2 separate regions of the Bombyx mori genome follow, and region 1 is linked to region 2. Evidence: chromatin contacts called from public Hi-C data. All regions are on one chromosome and are shown on one strand. Each heading gives the region's core, a stretch centred on a gene start, on an enhancer-like site or on the middle of the called end of the contact. The rest is flanking DNA. Distances are from core to core; before and after follow the strand shown.

Region 1 (3,912 bases), core at 555-3,054, 180 kb after region 2:
TTATCTGTACATGAGATCTTTGGACTTTAGTATTTGATATACTAACAGAAACAACTACAAAATTGAATCGTAGTTTGTAAGATTAGCTTGTTTTATAATTTTGTCACTTCAACATTTGGCTCTAATGGCTTTGAAGCGGATTGCAGTCATAACGCAGCGTTTTTTATTAGAATTTCTCGAACACTACGGTCAGGCCTACAAAAACAAATCCCATGCGTGGGAAAAGTAGTACAGGCCTCATTATAAAAATAAATATTGTTTCCTTAAGGTCATTACTTATTGACGACTCTCTCGGGCGCAAGGACTTTTCTCAAAACGTAATCCTTTTCAATAAATCCTATATGTTTGATTAAATGTAAACTGATCGTATTTTTCATTATTCACGAATAACCTATCTATAACTTTCAACAGAAACAAAAACCGATCTACCGATCATGAGGATGACTATATAGGTATATTTAATCGATTGGTAAAAGCCTCATCAGTAGTTCGAGACGCGTGGGCTTCAAAGTTGAAACCAGCCTGATGTGAATCGATTATCTAGGGCATCTGTTTTTACTGATGGCATGACCTCTTGTGAGTCCGCACGGGTAGGTACCACCGCCCCCTGCCTATTTCTGCCGTGAAGCACTGTTCCTTGATGGATCTTTCCAGAAAGACCGTTTCAGTAACATTGATACTTAATTACGAATCGAACCGGAAACTCCTGTGGTCAGCGTCAGAACGGTACTTTGGTAAGCTATGCATCATGATAATCGTCTTATCGCTGCCGCCGCTGACTACTCCCCGACTCCTGCCCACGGAGGAGCCAGTCACCGTCGATGCCTTAGACAATTCCTTACAGATCCATCAGATCCATTAACTTCAGAACTAGACGCTTTCTGCTCTAACACTAGGAGCCGGCTTAGGGACTCTGGTAATCGTACACAAGGAACTCGGCAGAGTTCAACATGCTACCTAACTCATACATCAGCTCGCTGAGTTTCTCGCTGGATCTTTTCAGCGGGTCGCGATTCCGATTAGGTGGTAGATTCATTCGCGAAGAAGCTGCCTTTGGGTTGATAGGTGTCCTCCGGAGGCGCTTGGGCTGCTATTAGCAAAACCCTTCGCTCCGGGCTAAGCCTTTGCTCGCCCACCTGTCCTGGTGAAACTGGGAAAGTCCACGTGACACAAATAATTCTTCATTAAAAAATTTAAGGAAGCTAAACATTGGATGAGAACTTGTCAGTGCAGCTTATTTATTCCACTGCAAATTCGTGTTCCGGTGTGAGAGGAAGATTGCATGCAATGCAATGGATGTCTCAAGGATGATGTCAGGCGATGACGTCAGAGTTGTTTGAGTTTTAGTAGTAAGTAAGCTCATAATGAGCACACAGCCGTCTTCAGCAGAGAATAATAAATAAAATGTATAAACTAAAGCGATTCTAGATATTTTTATAATATAATTTTGATCTAGTAATGTAGACAGGAATACAATAAAAATAGATCTTAATACAAAACTGTTCAGAGAATTAAATAATTTTGAATAGGAGAAATGTTAGTAATATTAAATAGACGTAGGTATCTAACTGGTAGGTGAGGCTACTGCTCACCGTGGTCACCCTTTCTCCTAGTTATCAGCATCCCACAGACAGAGCCAAGTCACACCTCCAAATACAATATAATAAAAATTTTAAATTGTTGGATATCTTTATAGTCATAATAAGAAAATTTGAAATTAATGTATGAAAAGCCAAGCCTTAAGAAAGTAGCGTCATCTATAAGCTCATTGTAATAATCTTAACATACATAGCAGAGCCATCTAGGATTGGTCGAGGCATTTTCAACAAGTCAAGTATAGATGGCGCTATCTCGTTTTGACGGAAATTGTCCCATTTAAACGTGTACTTTGGTTTTGAACTATTTCAACCAGATGGCGCTTCTGTACATGTCGGCCATTTTGTTGGGATTGCATTGCAAATATTGTATGTATAGTATAAAAATGTACTTGTACTTTGTTAGTTAATTTGACAAAGTACTTATTGATTTTAATTGCTAAGGGCGAGTATGGTCTCTTTGGGTATATAACAAAGAGAAAATGAAAATTGTTTGAAAATTTACATAAATAACTAAATTATTATCAAGTAGTCAATGAAAACAATGAACATAGGTAGAGTTAGAGGGTCAGGTGGTGCACAAAATAAGATAAATATGGTGGTAAATTTGACTTTCGGGCGAAATTAATTTATTACGTATTAAAACAAACGGATAATTGCAAATACCTAGCAAATAGTATTTTTTCTTTTTTGTTAACTTCTAACCTTTAAATATTTTCCCAAATGTTTAATTCGCAATTCGTTAGCATCGTATCAATTTATTTGTTGCTGGCTTCAAGCCAAAGATAAATGACCTATGATATCAAAACGTGATCACCTTACGCGTTATCGTTTATAAATTATTCCAATTGTAAGATTAAAAAAATACAATCTATTTCTGCTCTCCTACATCATTAAATTTATTTATAAACGACGTAGGCGAGCGATGTTTAGCTTTAGTCGAATCACGATATATCAGTATTCTTGTCTACTATTAATAGGTATATAAATGAAAACACATTCTTACATATAAAAATATTTTATTAAAAACATTTTGGTAACATTTAATAAGAACACTTAGGTAAAAATAAATCGACCTCAAAATTATTTTAAAAGAACAGCCTGGACTGGAAGTTCACGGAGGAAGCCGGAACAGCAAAAACTAAAATAAATAAAAACAATGATAACACTCTAGGCAGAGACGTGTCTAATTGACAACCAGAATTAAGGCATCGCAAGAATAATTATTTAAGTACGATAAAATACCTACGGCTATTATTATAATTACAACAAATAAACGCCTAGTGTCTATCTTTCAGTTGTGTATGCTCGCGACCCTGTACAACTCTCTTGGCAGGGAGCTTACATCGAGTATTATTGCCACTAACATTATTCACATCACACACGAGACATCTTGCTTGCCACTACGTAGTAATTATACACTACTAAATACTAAAACATCCCAATTATACGAAGCTAGTTTAAAATTTTACCTAACTAATAATAATAATATTAACATCTTCGGTTAATTTTGATACTAGAATGATATAACATCATTAAATATTGTACTCTTAACATTACGCTGGATTAAATTAAATTGAGGAATTAAAACATTTTATACATAATATTGCAAGCATTACTGAGATTGTGCACGTTACGTGGTTCGTTACAAACATTAACATTTGATATACTTAGCGTTAGAAGGAAGTTGCTTAATAATATTATACTGAAGTGGACAAGATGAGACGAGCTCTCTTCCGATGTTGGAGTCGAGCTGTCACAGCTACATTAAAGGAACAGTCATATAGATTAAATTACGAGCATTGGCACTTTTCAATATTAAATCTTAATTATACTCTCGAAATAGCACTGCACATCGATAACCAACTTAAAAACTAAATTCAGATCAGTCATTTATGATATCACATCAAAATAAACAGGGAAATACATAATATGTGATCATCGATTGAATATACTATGTAATAATTATTATATTCTTTTCAAAAGAGGTATTAATTTTCTTAAGGGTCACTAAAAATATTGAGCTCTGCGCCGAGCGCGACGCACTATATCACCATAATACGAGAATAACATTGAACCAATAAGATTTGGTGCCTGGAGTTCGTCTCCCGAGTTATTTCTATTTCGCTAAACCTACATAATGCTTATCAGATATACGTAATACAGGCCGGAAGTACGTGCGACATCGGTGTCGATATGCATTTATTACGTCAAATTTAGCGTAGCAACACCGGATGCAGACGTTCTCTGGCTGAACCCTTCATCCTTATACAATTTTGTTATAAAAATACTGTCATTTGACTACAGTTGAATGAAA
Region 2 (4,270 bases), core at 1,341-3,840:
CACGAAATAATGTTACATTAAAAAATACAATAATTTTGTGTACATTGAACCGTGCCATTAAAATTATGATGTCAATCTAATAAATTACGGTACAAATGAATAAAACATGAACAAATAACCGTTCACGAAACCCAAGCGGTAACAGTAGGCTACCGAAAACAATATTTACACGATTAGCTAACTAAGCATCAAATATAAAATATCGTTTCAGCAATTACATAATTCGTAGAGCCGCAATCGAATGCGAAGTTGGCTTCGGGTCATTGACCCGTACGTTAAAATTGTATTTTATTATTTTATCCATAATTATGGACATGCAAACGGGTCTCAGTCTGGCCAACCCTCCAAAGTCAATAAGTACTCCGAATTCAAATTTCGAACGAACGCAATGTGTCCTTTCCGCTAATTATATCCAACCGAACAGACGGAGAAATGTAATGCAAAATGCACGGAACGATACCGACAACGCAAGCTACGTACCTCTAGGTGCGAACGCTAAGTAACTAACTATTTAATTTCGACATTCAACACTAAGGGAGCACTGTTACAATGCAAACAACTAAAGTGCTCTTACAACTCGGCAATGAACAACCAATACAATATTTACATAAATAATAAACGAATCTATAGTTTAGTAACCGCATTAAGTAATCGTTAATGAAAAAATATATATTTTAGTTTTTTTTTTTTTCTTTTTTAGTTAAACTATGGCATTGCAACTTTGTGACTGGGTTGCGGCTGCGCACGTTCAACCCCTAAACGAAATTAATAAAAAAAAAAACAAATCGTGAAATCATACAACATCGAAATATATGACTGAACGTATTCAAACTATTGTATAGTTACAAATATAATAAAAAAAAAAAAATCAAATTAAAATTTAATAAAATTTACATTTACTTACAAAAAATATTAATATTTTCCTTTCGACGCTACTTTATATTGAAGAGTTAACTCGAATAGCGTTAAAAATTTTTTTTTGAATAGTGAACGTTATTCCGTGAACAATAAGGCATATATACGTGTGACCGGCGCGTGTGAAGTGCGACCGCTACAAGCGCCATTATAGATCCCTGAAACAAACAGAACAATAATATATAGCATATAATATAATAAACTTGACATAATTCAATCTTTATTAATTATCTATGTAATCTCTGTATTCCATTTTTATTTGCTTGTAAAAACTCTAACCATTAATAAAGCACTAGAGGTCCCGCAGTAGTCGAAATTCGACTAATTATAGTCGAATAGTGTACAAATTTACAATTCCAATTAATTATAATTGGAATTGTAAATTTGTACACTATTACGATTGTATTTTATACTTCTATAATCACAAAATTCGCCAAGACTACACTATAAAAATCATAACAAAGACAAACAATATTTACTCTATTCTCAAGTTGACAACAGACGTCAAGAACAAAAGTTTGACAATAAATAGTATGCATGCGTGTGTGTGTCAAATACATGGTATGTAGTGTGTGTAATGTTTTCTTTATTGATTTAATGTATCTTTTATGCATTATTTTAAAAAAATATTAGCATTGTGCACTTCTTCTCTGTATTCTCTATAAGTGTGGAAAATTTCATACTCCTCGGTCCGCGCAATTTTCGTAAAAAAGGATACAAAGTTTTTGCTTCACGTATTAATATTATATGATATTGACGCAATGCAATATTAAAATTTTTTCATAAAAATTGGAGTTGTAGTCGATTTAATTTCATGCCAGAGAGCACTGTGCATATTTCATTTATTATTTAATTATTATCTTGATTAGAGCATCCCTACCTATTAAAACTTAAAATATTTTTAACTTGTATCATATAAACAATCTAAATTAAACATTACACTAGAAAATTTCTATTTTCTTTCAAAGAGCGCGCAATGTATTTAATAAACTAGTTTTAACTTCACGTGTGACGTCATTAGCAAGCAAAATTATGAGCGAGATAGCCATCATGGAATAATCATTATAGTCCAACCATTAGCGACATGTGATATGATGGGCTGTGATTAATATTAAAAAAAAACCTTGCATTAATTGAAAACGAAACATTCTTTACTGTAAAAGAAAAGGTTTTTTTAGATGCCGGGATTGCTTGTCGATCGATTTGATTAATTAAATCTTACAAAACTAATTTTCTATTAAATAATTAATTGTAATTATTTTAATATTAATTATTAATAGAAATAAGAGTATGTTTCAGATTTTAATTCGATATTCAATATAAAATAGAAACTATAATTTCACAATAAAAAAAATCATTCAAGCATTTCAACTTCTAACATCCCTTATTATCCCTTAACGACATTTCAGTTTGTATTGTTACCGTCGTCCGAATAATAATATACCGGATAAGCTCTGGTTCATTTCTGTTTAGTTAAATACAAGTTTTTACGAACGATACGTTTCGTACAGCCTGGAGGCACTCGGCTACACTCGGCACCACTCGGCTACACTCGGCTATACTCGGCTATACTCGGCTATACTCGGCTACACTCGGCTACACTCGGCTACACTCGGCTACACTCGGCTACACTCGGCAATACTCGGCTGCAGTCGGCGGGTACGTACCTCATCCAGTGCTGCGAGGAGTTGTGCGAGGGCGCGCTGGGCGCGTGGCTGTGCGTCGCCACCCGCTGCACGATCTACACAGACGGACAACAAGCGACGTTTAATTGGATTACTTTAATGAGCTATGGGAACTTCAAGACTTCCAATTAATTTGTGAAGGGTCACACGTATCAAGGACTGATGACGATATATACAAAAATAATTAGAGCGTTGTTTTTTTTGTTTGAAACTATGTTTACTTATTGTGTATGTTTTCAGAAGTTTCTTAGCGGAGCGCATGTCTTGGAGCGCTTTCAGAAAGCAAACCCACGGTCGTTAGCGTCACAACTACCGAGCCCCTTGATCTATCCGCCGAGACGGCCCCACCAACTCATATTTTCGGGACAGCCTGCGAGTTCAACACTACGAGGGTCGGAGAATGGAGTCAACCGGTTGCTGTTTCGTATGATGCGTATAGCACAATTAACATAACATTTCCTTAGATATACTTCTCTAATCCCCAAACTGACATCGGAGGAAACCTACAACACTTAGGGAACCAGGATATAGCGAAATCCCTATTCCGGTCCCCACTTCGACAGCGAAAAGTTAGTGTAATGAGAAGAGCGGTCTCTCTCACACCCCGCTGCCTGCAAAATTGTGCAATCGCAAAAGTCGGCGGCACGAGTCGGCACTGACATCGCGTCAAAACTGTATAATCTCAAAACTTACAAATTTTACAGGAGAGTGTTATAACGGTTTAACATGTGATATTTTTACTATTAATTATCTTTGCAACATTTATTTTTTATTTTATTTCTTACCAGTTGCATTATCTGTTTTTTATACTACATTAAGATAAAATTATGTATTAATTTTGTAATAGCAATCAAGATATAGGTAAACTATTAAAAAAAAACTGAAACTAAACTACGCTCTTTTGACAGTATTTATGAGAAAAATACTGGTGATACCAAATGATTCCGTATATTAACTCAATTTCGAATATTTTTGGAAATTGTACTTTTAATGCGAAAAGACGATATGTGCGACGAGGACACGCGTCCCTCCCCCCCGGTCGGTGCGGGTGCGCTCGGTCCCCCCCCAACCCCCGGGTACCCGCGGCCAGTACCTGCTTATTTTTTTTTTCCTACCTAAGCTGATAGCCTTGAGAGGCTATATCAGCGTCGCCTTAACTAGTAGGTGAGCTCACGGGGCTCAAACCTGATGACGTTGCTAACACGAACCCTAGCAAGAGCCGCGCTTCGCAGAATCTACCGCCGGATCGGAAACGTGATCCACTGAGAAGATCCGGCGAGAAACTCAGTGGGCTGCGTCTGAGGGTTAATTTATTCAGTACCTGCTGCACGAAGGCGCGCGTGAGGTGCGGCGCGTGCCTCTCCGCGAGCTCGAAGGCGCGCCGCAGCTCGTCCACCGCGCTGGCCGCGCCCGCCCCCTTCCCGCGGGACACCTGCACCGAAACAACGACATACATTTAGTTCACCAGTGTTCTTGTTTATACACATATTATTTTCATTTAACGAAACTAGTGGTCCCGCAGTAGTCGAAATTTGACTATAAATTTATTGAAATTTTAGGGTTAAACATTATTATGGTTCTATTGTCAAAGACTATTCTATAATCACAGATTTTGTCAAGACTGTACTATAGACAAACAATATTAACCTATTCTCAATTTAACCACAGAC

The links. A called contact is a pair of places that touch in the nucleus more often than the background predicts.
Region 1: a Hi-C map of middle silk gland shows a contact between it and region 2, with 2.0 times the contacts expected there. The contact joins two enhancer-like sites. A contact is called at or near these places in 2 of 7 Hi-C or Micro-C datasets (middle silk gland and posterior silk gland).

What each region holds. Positions count from the first base shown.
Region 1 is chr4:4,917,182-4,921,093 of ASM3026992v2, forward strand. LOC110385726 (a long non-coding RNA gene) reads right to left here. Exons shown (of 3, transcript XR_009972901.1): 3 at 2,598-3,912. Among protein-coding and RNA genes, the nearest start is that of LOC110385726, 6.1 kb to the right of the region's middle. Within about 2 kb of position 1,805, at least 8 of the 8 cell types and tissues checked have open chromatin away from gene starts, as enhancers often do.
Region 2 is chr4:4,738,906-4,743,175 of ASM3026992v2, forward strand. It overlaps LOC101739321 (serine/threonine-protein kinase 26), which reads right to left. Exons shown (of 12, transcript XM_038021825.2): 10 at 3,922-4,032; 11 at 2,583-2,656; 12 at 1-1,073. The coding sequence ends at 1,064. Among protein-coding and RNA genes, the nearest start is that of LOC134198740, 69 kb to the right of the region's middle. Within about 2 kb of position 2,591, at least 4 of the 8 cell types and tissues checked have open chromatin away from gene starts, as enhancers often do.